Regions from separate parts of the Mus musculus genome. Here region 1 is linked to region 2. Evidence: chromatin contacts called from public promoter capture Hi-C data. All regions are on one chromosome and are shown on one strand. Each heading gives the region's core, a stretch centred on a gene start, on an enhancer-like site or on the middle of the called end of the contact. The rest is flanking DNA. Distances are from core to core; before and after follow the strand shown. Region 1 holds the start of Mrs2 (MRS2 magnesium transporter). Region 2 holds the start of H1f2 (H1.2 linker histone, cluster member).

Region 1 (4,627 bases), core at 1,807-4,306, 1.3 Mb after region 2:
TTCTCGGGGTTTTGAGAGTTTTCATTTTCAGTAAAAAGTAGGTGGTTTAACTTTTTTGTTTTCGTTTCTATGAGCGTGTTTGTGCTTATATTTATATATGTTCTAGGACACAGAAGAAGGTATCAGACCCCTGGAGCTGCGCTAATGTGGCTGTGAGCCAGCAGGTGTGGGTGCCGAGAGTGAAAGTCATGTCTCCTGGAAGAGCAGCAGGTGCTTAGCCATCTCCTCAGCCCCTAAGTCATGTTCACAAACGAGCATAGTAACATACAGTGATGCTATTTCAGTTTGGTACTCTAATCCTCATAATTACCTAAGGCAATAATTCCTAGTTATTAATGAAAAAAACCAAGGCACAAGTCGTCACAATAACTTGTCTTACGTCCCCCTACGGAAAGAGAGCACACTGAGTTTAAACTTAAGAAGTCTGGCTCAGGTTTAAAACTTTTGGAAACCATAAAAGCTTACAAAACGAGCTGCAAAAACAATTTACAATTTTACTTAGGTTATTTATGGCTAACACTTTGTCACCAAGGGCCTAATTTCATAAATGCACATGCAGAGCACAGGAGGTGTGCATTAATTCACCCAGGTCCCTGAGAATCAGTTCACAGTTTTAGAGATCATAGCCACCCTTCCCGGGCATGCACACCTCTTCCAGGGGATTCTAAACAGACTCAGATAAAATATGAAGTGTTCACTAAGGAGGCTTTGGGGCTGTGGCTCAGTTGGCAGAGTGCTTGTCTGGCACACAAAAGGCCCCAGGATCAATAACCAGGCTGCATAAAGTAGGTGTGGTGGCGCATTAAATCATGGGATAGTGGCACACACCTGCTACACTACAACTTGAGAGGGCAGAGCCAGGCGGACAAGTTCAAGATCACCCTAGACCACATAGCAAGTCTGAAGTGAGCTAAGTTACATTAGACTTGTTCTCCCTCCAACCCCTTCTCCCCAGCCTCCAACCCCTTCTCCCCAGCCCCCTGAAAAAAAAGAAAAGAAAAGAAACATGCTTCTGGTGGAAGCCTTTAACACGTACTACAAAAACACCTTAATTTTATCGACAAGGGGAAAACGTCTGAGCTGTCATTGGAAGAGCCTGTTCCGTATAGCCAGAACCCCAGTCATCAGCAAAGCTTCAAGACTTCCTCTAGACCAATCTCTCAGGAGCTTGGGTCACTGGCCAAACACAGCACAGAGGCAAATACCTCCTCTGACTCCAACCCTGTGAACTGGCAAGTGATTGGACGCTGCGTACTCACCACAGCAAACACCTGGGCCACGCTGGCTAAAGTGGCTTGAGAGGCATCCGAGGTTCTAAACCGGAGCACATCACCTGAGAACAAAGGAGAGAATGAATGGCCCGTGCTAACCCATTTTCTTGGAGGGGAAACTGTAGCTCTAATAGTCCATGGAGCCTTAAGAAGACACTTGTTTGGTTAGGCTTCCAGCTAATCATTCTATCCATCTTCTTACCCACCACTTCCATGTACTAAACTCATACAACTTGTTAACTGAGGTCTGTCTGTCCTTGCTCTGTGATTAGAAAGGTCAGTTGGGGCTGGGGCAACCAGTGCCTGTCTAAAATGCACAAGGCCCTGGGCTTTGTCCAAAGCACTGTACAAAAGTAATAAAATAACACTTACATTTGTTTATTGGGTGTGTTTGAGTACTGTGGAAGTCAGAAGTCTATTCTCTCCTTCTACCATGTAAGCTCTAGGGACAAGAGTCACAAGTTAAGTTCCTGGGTCTTACAGACCACTTGGTTCCCAAGTATTATCAAGGGAGGAAAAAAGCTTGTGGCAAAAGACCTGGGTGTGGGGAAGGGGGTGTTGACTGACAGCAGCTCATTATGGGAAAAATTTAAGTACAATTCAAAAAAGAGTAGTAGCCCAAACCACTCTTGTCAGGACTGTTTCTGTGCAGTCACATTTGTGGAAAACGCTGTCCTCAGGTTTCACCAAAGCATCAGCAAAGAAAGACTCCTCTGTCTTCCCCCAGCGTTTTTTGCTCCCTTGGCTGGCTACTTGCAGAGTAGACTTCGCCAAGGGTTAATTAATGCTCATCACTGGCTTCACATTCAAACTCAGTTCTAGGAATTCCCTACTTTATTCCAAGGCAACTATGTAACTGTATCAATGTGCCCAGAAGAAAGTAACATAATAAACAGAATTAATAACACCCCAACCTTGCTAATTGTAGCTTCCTGCTGCCCAACATCGACTTTGGTCTGGGCTCCACAGCAGAGTTTCAAGCCAGCTTGGATTACTGTGAGACCACGACTCGAAACAAACAAAACTCCCACCTAACAGAATTCTGGGACACGAAAATAGAAGGGAGCATAAGGAAGTAAAAGGGCCAGTAGGATGAGGGGGTTTCAGGAAAAAGTATGTATAAAAGTGCTGTCATAAACCCTTTACTTTGGGCTGAGCAGATGGCCAGCAAAATGCATGCCGCCAAGCCCTGCGTTAAGACAACTGATTCGAGCAAGCTGTCATCTGACCTCCACATACAAACTCAGAGAAGGCCGTTTAAATGCTAATTTTAAAACAATAACAAAACAAACGAAAGTAGCCAATGAGGCGGTTAACGCTTCTAACGGCTTCATTCAGAAGGATGAGACCGGACTGCTGTCAATTGGCGGCCAGCCTGGGCAACACAAGGAGACCCTGTCCCAATAAGCAAGAAACCGCAATCAAGTCCTCGCAGTGCTGGCCGGAGCACTGAGGGCCGGGTGAGCCCGGCAAGGCCGAGCGGCGGTGAGGATGGCGGGGCCAAGGGCAGGCGGGACAGAGGCCGCCGGGGCCCCGCGGGACGCGCGTACCTGCAGCGCGGGCTGTGCTCGACGCTTTCGGGCTCCGGGAGCGCAAAGGGGTCGCGCGGCCGCCGCAGGCAGCGAGGCTCAGGCGCGCGACCGCCGTCCACAGGGCCCTCCGGGGCTGCGCGGCGCGGGGCAGCAGCCCGGGCAGGCAGCGCAGGCATTCCATGGCGCGCGGGCAACCGGGAAGCCGCCCCAGGACGCCGGTCCGACATGCCGGAACTCGGGTCAACCGGCTCACCGCGACAACCGCGCACCGCGCCTGCGCGAGCCGTCCCGCGCCTGCGCGCTGCCGTCCACGCATGCTCCGGCGTGGTGTCTGGTGACTGCCGACCCGGTCTGCGTCCGTAACAGAGCCAGGACGTGCAAGTGTGAAGGTAGACTGACCAAAGCAGCTCAGCTCCGAAAGTGTCCATTGTTTCGAGGAGCTGCGGATTGATTCTACTTTCTGGAAAGGTCCCCTATGTATCTATGTATGCACAAATATACAGTTGGGAGATGAGGAAGTTACCACTATTAGTAAATCAAATAAGTTTTATTTAAGGCTACTGTGTTTAAAACTCACTTTGAAGGGACAGTGCGTTAAGCTTTTGCTGTAGAACAAGGAAAAGCCCAAGCGAGCAGTGTGCTGGCGCATAGCTGCAATCCCTCCAGAGTTCAAGGTCATTCTTAACTAGAGTGTAAGGCCAGTCTGCACTACTTGATATCAGTCTAGTTAATCACACCCCTCAGCCCGCCCCCAGAGAAAATAAATATTTGTCAATAGACTTGTTGTTTACATCACAATACTAAAGACAGACTTGAGTTTCAGAACTTTCTTCACTGATATATGAACATGGAGCTATGGGGATGTTGGACTATTTATCTTGCCGGGCACTAAGGATTGAGTAGAACAGTGGGAAGCTGTGGACAAAAGGAAAGTTCCAGAAGAGACCATGGATGTTTGGCTTGGACACCGAGAGCTAGAAGTACTTTAAGCATTGCTAGTAGGACGAGCCTTGAATGTACAGAAAGGACATGATAGAGGTTTCACTTCATTAGAACTTTGATGTGCTAAATCTTTGAAAAACATGTGCCAGGAAATAGTCATTCAAGAAAAATAATTATTTAAAAAACACTTCATTGCCGCCGCCCCCTACCCCGCACCATGACATGACCTTTGAAAAACATTGGGCAAGTGCTGGCAGCTGTTCAGACACATGGTCTTGTTAATAGTCCAATTTATGTTTATTGGTTTTTTGTTTTATTTTGTTTTGTTTTTCGAGACACGGTTTCTCTGTGTAGCCCTGGCTGTCCTGGAACTCACTCTGTAGACCAGGCTGGCCTTGAACTCAGAAATCCGCCTGCCCCTGCCTCTCGAGTGCTGGGATTAAAGGCGTGCGCCAACCATGCCCGGCTTTATTTAGGTTTTTAAAAGCAGGGTTAGGACATTGAACAGAACACCTTGGACATGTCAGGCCAATGTGGCACGTTGTTACTCAGGACTCAAAACTGTCTGAGCAGTAAAGCACATATTAGGTCATTGTATCCAGCCCTAGAATTAGCACCAAATCTAGGACTTTTCTCCACCATGAAGTTGTTAAAAGAAAAGGTAAAGCCACTGCAAATTAAGGGAGAAAATGGACAAACAGCACATCAGGTTAACTGCAACAAGACAAAACGAAAAACCAACCAAACCAACCAACCAACAAACAAACCAACAAACAAACAAACAAAAACAAAAACAAAAAAACCCACCCATGACTATAGTATTCTATCTGAAAAAAAAAATCAAACCAACGTCAAGCTGGGTGTAGTGGTATGTGCTATAAC
Region 2 (4,921 bases), core at 1,240-3,739:
GTAGCTATCCAGTGATACTGAGTCTAAAGGTCATATCTCCAATCTAACCTTTTGCTTGGAGCACATATGAATAGAAGTTTTCTTGCCCATGATCTTATTCAACTTACTTTAAAATTTCAGACTCCATCATTAAGTCTCAGGTTGCTTTCAAGTTCCACATTTTATAGTTTCCATTTTAGAGGGTGACATCTGAAGGTTCTGATTGGATGCCCTTAGGACAGTCTGACTAATAAGCTTCAGCATGTAATTTTTCGAACTATTAAAAAATATGACTCATATATAAATATTATATGTAGTAAGCTCATGTATATGTCAAAGAATGATGGAAGTCATTAGTGAGTAAGCAAGCTGGATGACTTTTTAGTTCAGTGAAGAATACAGGAAAATAAACTGTGCATTTACTCAGAGAAAGAATGAGAGCTGAATGAATCCTCAAAAATTAGAGATATAATTTATTATTGTACAATACAAACATAACTTTCAGGGTTATCTTTTCTATTGGAAGCAATGAATTTGCATCTACACCAGGCAAGCTTTATTAGTTAATTGCATTAAAGAGCTATGATTTGATTGATTCGGCTTGAAAGGCTATAAGTTAAAAAATTACAACAATCAAATGAACAAATCTAGGATTTTACAAATAATTTGACAATTTACAGTGACAGGAAAGTGAGCAAACTGGAGAGCTAGATCACACACAGCTATTTTCCTGGGGGAGATGGACAACTATCAGATGAGGAGGACATTCGTTCATTTCCCACGTAATCAGAGCAAGGTGACATGTTCTCATTTCTTTCATTGAAGCATATTGGTATGACGAAGGTGCTTGAGTTGTGTACTTTCAATAATGCCTTGCAATTCCCATTTCAAAGTCCACACAGGAAGGCAACTCTTAAAGTGGTTCTATTGCTAGCAATTAGTCCATCCCTAATCCCATTAGGCTGTTAATTCCCAGAGGACACAAGCCTAGGAGATGCTGCTTGCAAGTGCTAAACTAAGGTTATTACGTGAAACCACGCGGCCATTCTCAGTCTTATAAAATATGCTTTGTTTCACAAACATCCCTGAACTCAATTTGTATAACCTTGGGACTTTACCACGCTTTAGTGCTGACAAACTCATCACATGTTTTTATGTAGACATATACTTAAACAGAGATTTCTGATAAAATTAGGGGAACTTCCTTTGCCCCATGTATTAATTATACTAGCAGAGAGTTTATCTTGTATTTTCTCTAACAACAAAACCATGTTGTAGTTATTGAAATATGAAGCTGAAAACCTTAAGCTAACAAAGCAAAGTTGACTAGAATGCAGATTGCCATATTCCGAGGAACTGAGAAGAGATGACATACAGCTGTCCACTATAGATGACATGATAATTTGTACTTATCTTGTCTCTTATCTTATTGGTAAAATTGGTTACATTTTCTATTTCAAATATTTAGCTTGTTCAAATCTATGCCAAAGGTAACCTTTGGAAAGCCAGTAAGTTTACTGACATCTGCATCTCATAGTCTCCAAGTCTAGAAGGTCCTCCTGTACTAAGACAAACTATTTTCTAGATTAGAATTCCCGTGCACTGAAACTTATATCTGTATTGCTGCCAAATAAGCAACTAAATCCTCATCACTTTAAAAACAGATCTTTCAAAGACTCTAATTTGGCATTTGGGGGAGAGGAGGGCTCATATAGACTTTTAGGGTTCCTTTCCCTTCTTATTATCTTTATTCTTCAGAGCTAGACCCCTACCTTGCAAAACTCAGAGGGGAACCAGGAGCTTTAAAAATATAGCCCAAGGTCTCCCTTTATAGAAGTCAATGGGGTGCCCCGCCCCCACCAATGTAAAGCATTTTAAAGTCAGTGTCTTTAAATCAGATATTTAAGTCCTAACCCCCCCCACCACATTATACACCCCCAAGGCCTATGAACCCCCTCTCAATTTACCCCAAGTGTTTTATACTGGAAATCCCAGTCCTAGTCCATAGTTGTGGTGGGTCTGTAATCAGAAGTCACTAAGGACTTGTGTTACTTCCCTTGCGAAGAAACAGAATAATTGTGAAAATTTAGGCGGAAATCGTTTCATTTTTGTCCCTAAATTAAGGGAAGGATGTGCTCTATAATCCCTGAGAAAAAGAACTTTCAAGGGCAAAGGAGCGACCAGGTAATTTAGAAGAAAAACAGAAAGTGGTCTCTATCTACCCCGGACTTCCTTTGGAGTTGGGGGAATTAGGGACTCCTAGGCGCGTTGTCTTTAGGGATGAGGAAAAAATAAACATATATCCTGAAGCCTGAGACTTCTCGGATCCTTTACCGACCAAACTCGAGAGATTTGGTGCAAGATATTTTAATATTTTCTCCTTTTTGTGAAGTGTAACAAACACAAGTTGGGCGCAGCGCGGCTGCTCAGAGCTTGCCAGGCAGGCCGCTGGAGCACCAATCAGCGCGCGCCTGCGCTCTATATATACAGCGCCGGGCCCGCGCTACTCTATCGGCGTACTGCCACTAGTTCCTGACTTCCAGAGACTCATCATGTCTGAGGCTGCTCCTGCTGCCCCCGCTGCCGCGCCCCCTGCGGAGAAGGCGCCTGCCAAAAAGAAGGCCGCCAAGAAGCCCGCCGGGGTGCGCCGTAAGGCGTCCGGACCCCCGGTGTCCGAGCTCATCACCAAGGCTGTGGCCGCCTCCAAGGAGCGCAGCGGCGTGTCCCTGGCTGCGCTCAAGAAGGCGCTGGCGGCCGCGGGGTACGATGTGGAGAAGAACAACAGCCGCATCAAGCTCGGCCTGAAGAGCCTGGTGAGCAAGGGCATCCTGGTGCAAACCAAGGGCACCGGTGCCTCCGGCTCCTTCAAACTCAACAAGAAGGCGGCTTCTGGCGAGGCCAAACCCCAGGCTAAGAAGGCAGGCGCGGCCAAGGCGAAGAAGCCCGCGGGAGCAGCCAAGAAGCCTAAGAAGGCGACTGGTGCTGCCACACCCAAAAAGGCGGCCAAGAAGACCCCGAAGAAGGCGAAGAAGCCCGCGGCGGCGGCTGTGACCAAGAAAGTGGCCAAGAGCCCAAAGAAGGCGAAGGTCACCAAGCCCAAGAAGGTCAAGAGCGCGTCTAAAGCCGTAAAGCCAAAGGCTGCCAAGCCCAAGGTTGCCAAGGCCAAGAAGGTTGCAGCCAAGAAAAAGTAGGCTGCCTCCCCTAACAATCCAAAAGGCTCTTTTCAGAGCCACCACTCCCACTTAAGAGCTGTGACATTTGTGTGATTAATGAAGCAAGGTTGCAAGGGACTCGATCCCGGCAGCACTCGCTCCCCCGGTGGGATGGGTGGGGTTGCGTGTCCCACCTAGACTTGTTTGTGCTGGGCTGCTCAGGAAGTGCTATGGGCTGGAACACCCTCCCACGGCTGTCAGCAGCAGAAAGCAACCCTCGGCGCTAGTTCGTATTGGACTGCAAGGTGATTTGAAAGTTCCGCCCTGCTTGTGGGTTGGCTCACTCCGGCCCAGGACTCTAGTTCTTCGTTTGATTGGGCGCCATCCCGAAGTTTGAGCTTCCTGCCTGGAGAAACGCATCCGGGGCTTGTAGGTGGCTTCTATGCTCAGCCTCTTGTGGGGGTTAGCCTGGAAGTTTGGGAGAAGGTGGGGTGCTGGCGCCAACGAACTGCCTTCCTTAATATTAAAGACATGGGGTAGCTGCCGGAACGACTAGCCTGCACAGTTAAGTTGGACTCGGGACTGAGACGATTGCTTCTCGTACTTTCGGTTTGTTTGCCACAGCGATGGAGTTGTGGGTTGAACTGCGTCACAACCTTTTGTCAGCCATTTTTTTTTCAAGTTTTTTACCATTACCAATTACACTTGCTTTGCCTTATTTTGATCAGCATAGTTGTAGATTAACTTTGTTTTGCCTCAGCTTCCCGAAGCGCTTGCTTTATACGTGTGTGTCGTCACTGAAGATTGACCTTGTATGAATACTGAGGTTTCTTGGTAATGCTTTGTACAATCCAAAATGTTAAATTGGCTATCTGTTGAAAGTGTATGCTTCTAATAAAAAGCGTTTAGTTTTCATTCACTGTTGGACTCTTTCATACCCACAGTCTTTGAGAGATTCAGATTGCTGATTTGTTGCAGCCTGGATCATATTTCTGGTGTACCCTATAGTGAGATGTGAAACGTGCTTTTTGGAGACCTAAACCAGAAATTTGTTCAGTGGATCCAGTGTTGATTTCAGTGACCTAAGTGTTTAACGTGGGAAAGCCAGATCAGAAAGTAAAAATCCGTTTTCTCCCAGTGTTTTGAGCCCTCACTTTAAATGAGCGAACAGCTGTTTTAGTACAGAGCATGATAAATAGACCCATCTTCCCAATTCCATGCCCTCGGGACCGACTCTCTCGATTCTTCCCAGCTTTTATTTCATGTTTGTCATAGGTTAAATTCCTCGAATAACCTGAATCTCAACTTTCTGCGTCTTTTTTTGTAGTTTCTAAGGTAGAATTAGACAAACTCTTCTCGGTGCTATCGTCAATGTGGAGGATACTTGGTACGTAGCAATGATTCAAATATTGTTTGGTAAACTTATAATAGGAAATAACTAATTCTCACAACCTTTTTGTTATTTTTGTTGCTGTCAGACCACCCCCACCCCACCCCACTCCACCCCACCCCACCTCACCCCCGCCCTCTCCCAACCCCATCTCTGAGATAGGGTTTCTCTGAATAGTTATGGCTGTCTTGGAAGACTAGGTTGACATTAAACCCTCGCCACCTCTAGGCCTCTTCTCAAAATCTTTCAAGTCTTTCCGTCTATATTCGTTGTTAAGGGGACTGAACGTGCTAGCAGTTATTCTACCACTGAAATGTGTCCCTGACAATGTATTTGAAGATATTGTTAGTATCCCAACACTCAGAGAAAAGCTTCTTGGTATTTTTATTGAGATTGTGTT

Evidence for each region. Promoter capture Hi-C pulls out the DNA fragments that hold promoters and counts their contacts.
Region 1: a promoter capture Hi-C map of pre-B cells shows a contact between it and region 2. The contact joins the promoter of Mrs2 here to the promoter of H1f2 in region 2. A contact is called at or near these places in 2 of 39 promoter capture datasets (liver and pre-B cells).

The regions. Positions count from the first base shown.
Region 1 is chr13:25,017,261-25,021,887 of GRCm38.p6, forward strand. Mrs2 (MRS2 magnesium transporter) reads right to left here and starts at 3,057. Exons shown (of 11, transcript NM_001013389.2): 1 at 2,822-3,057; 2 at 1,260-1,333. The coding sequence starts at 2,984.
Region 2 is chr13:23,736,318-23,741,238 of GRCm38.p6, forward strand. H1f2 (H1.2 linker histone, cluster member) reads left to right here and starts at 2,490. Exons shown (of 1, transcript NM_015786.3): 1 at 2,490-3,214. The coding sequence starts at 2,532. The coding sequence ends at 3,170.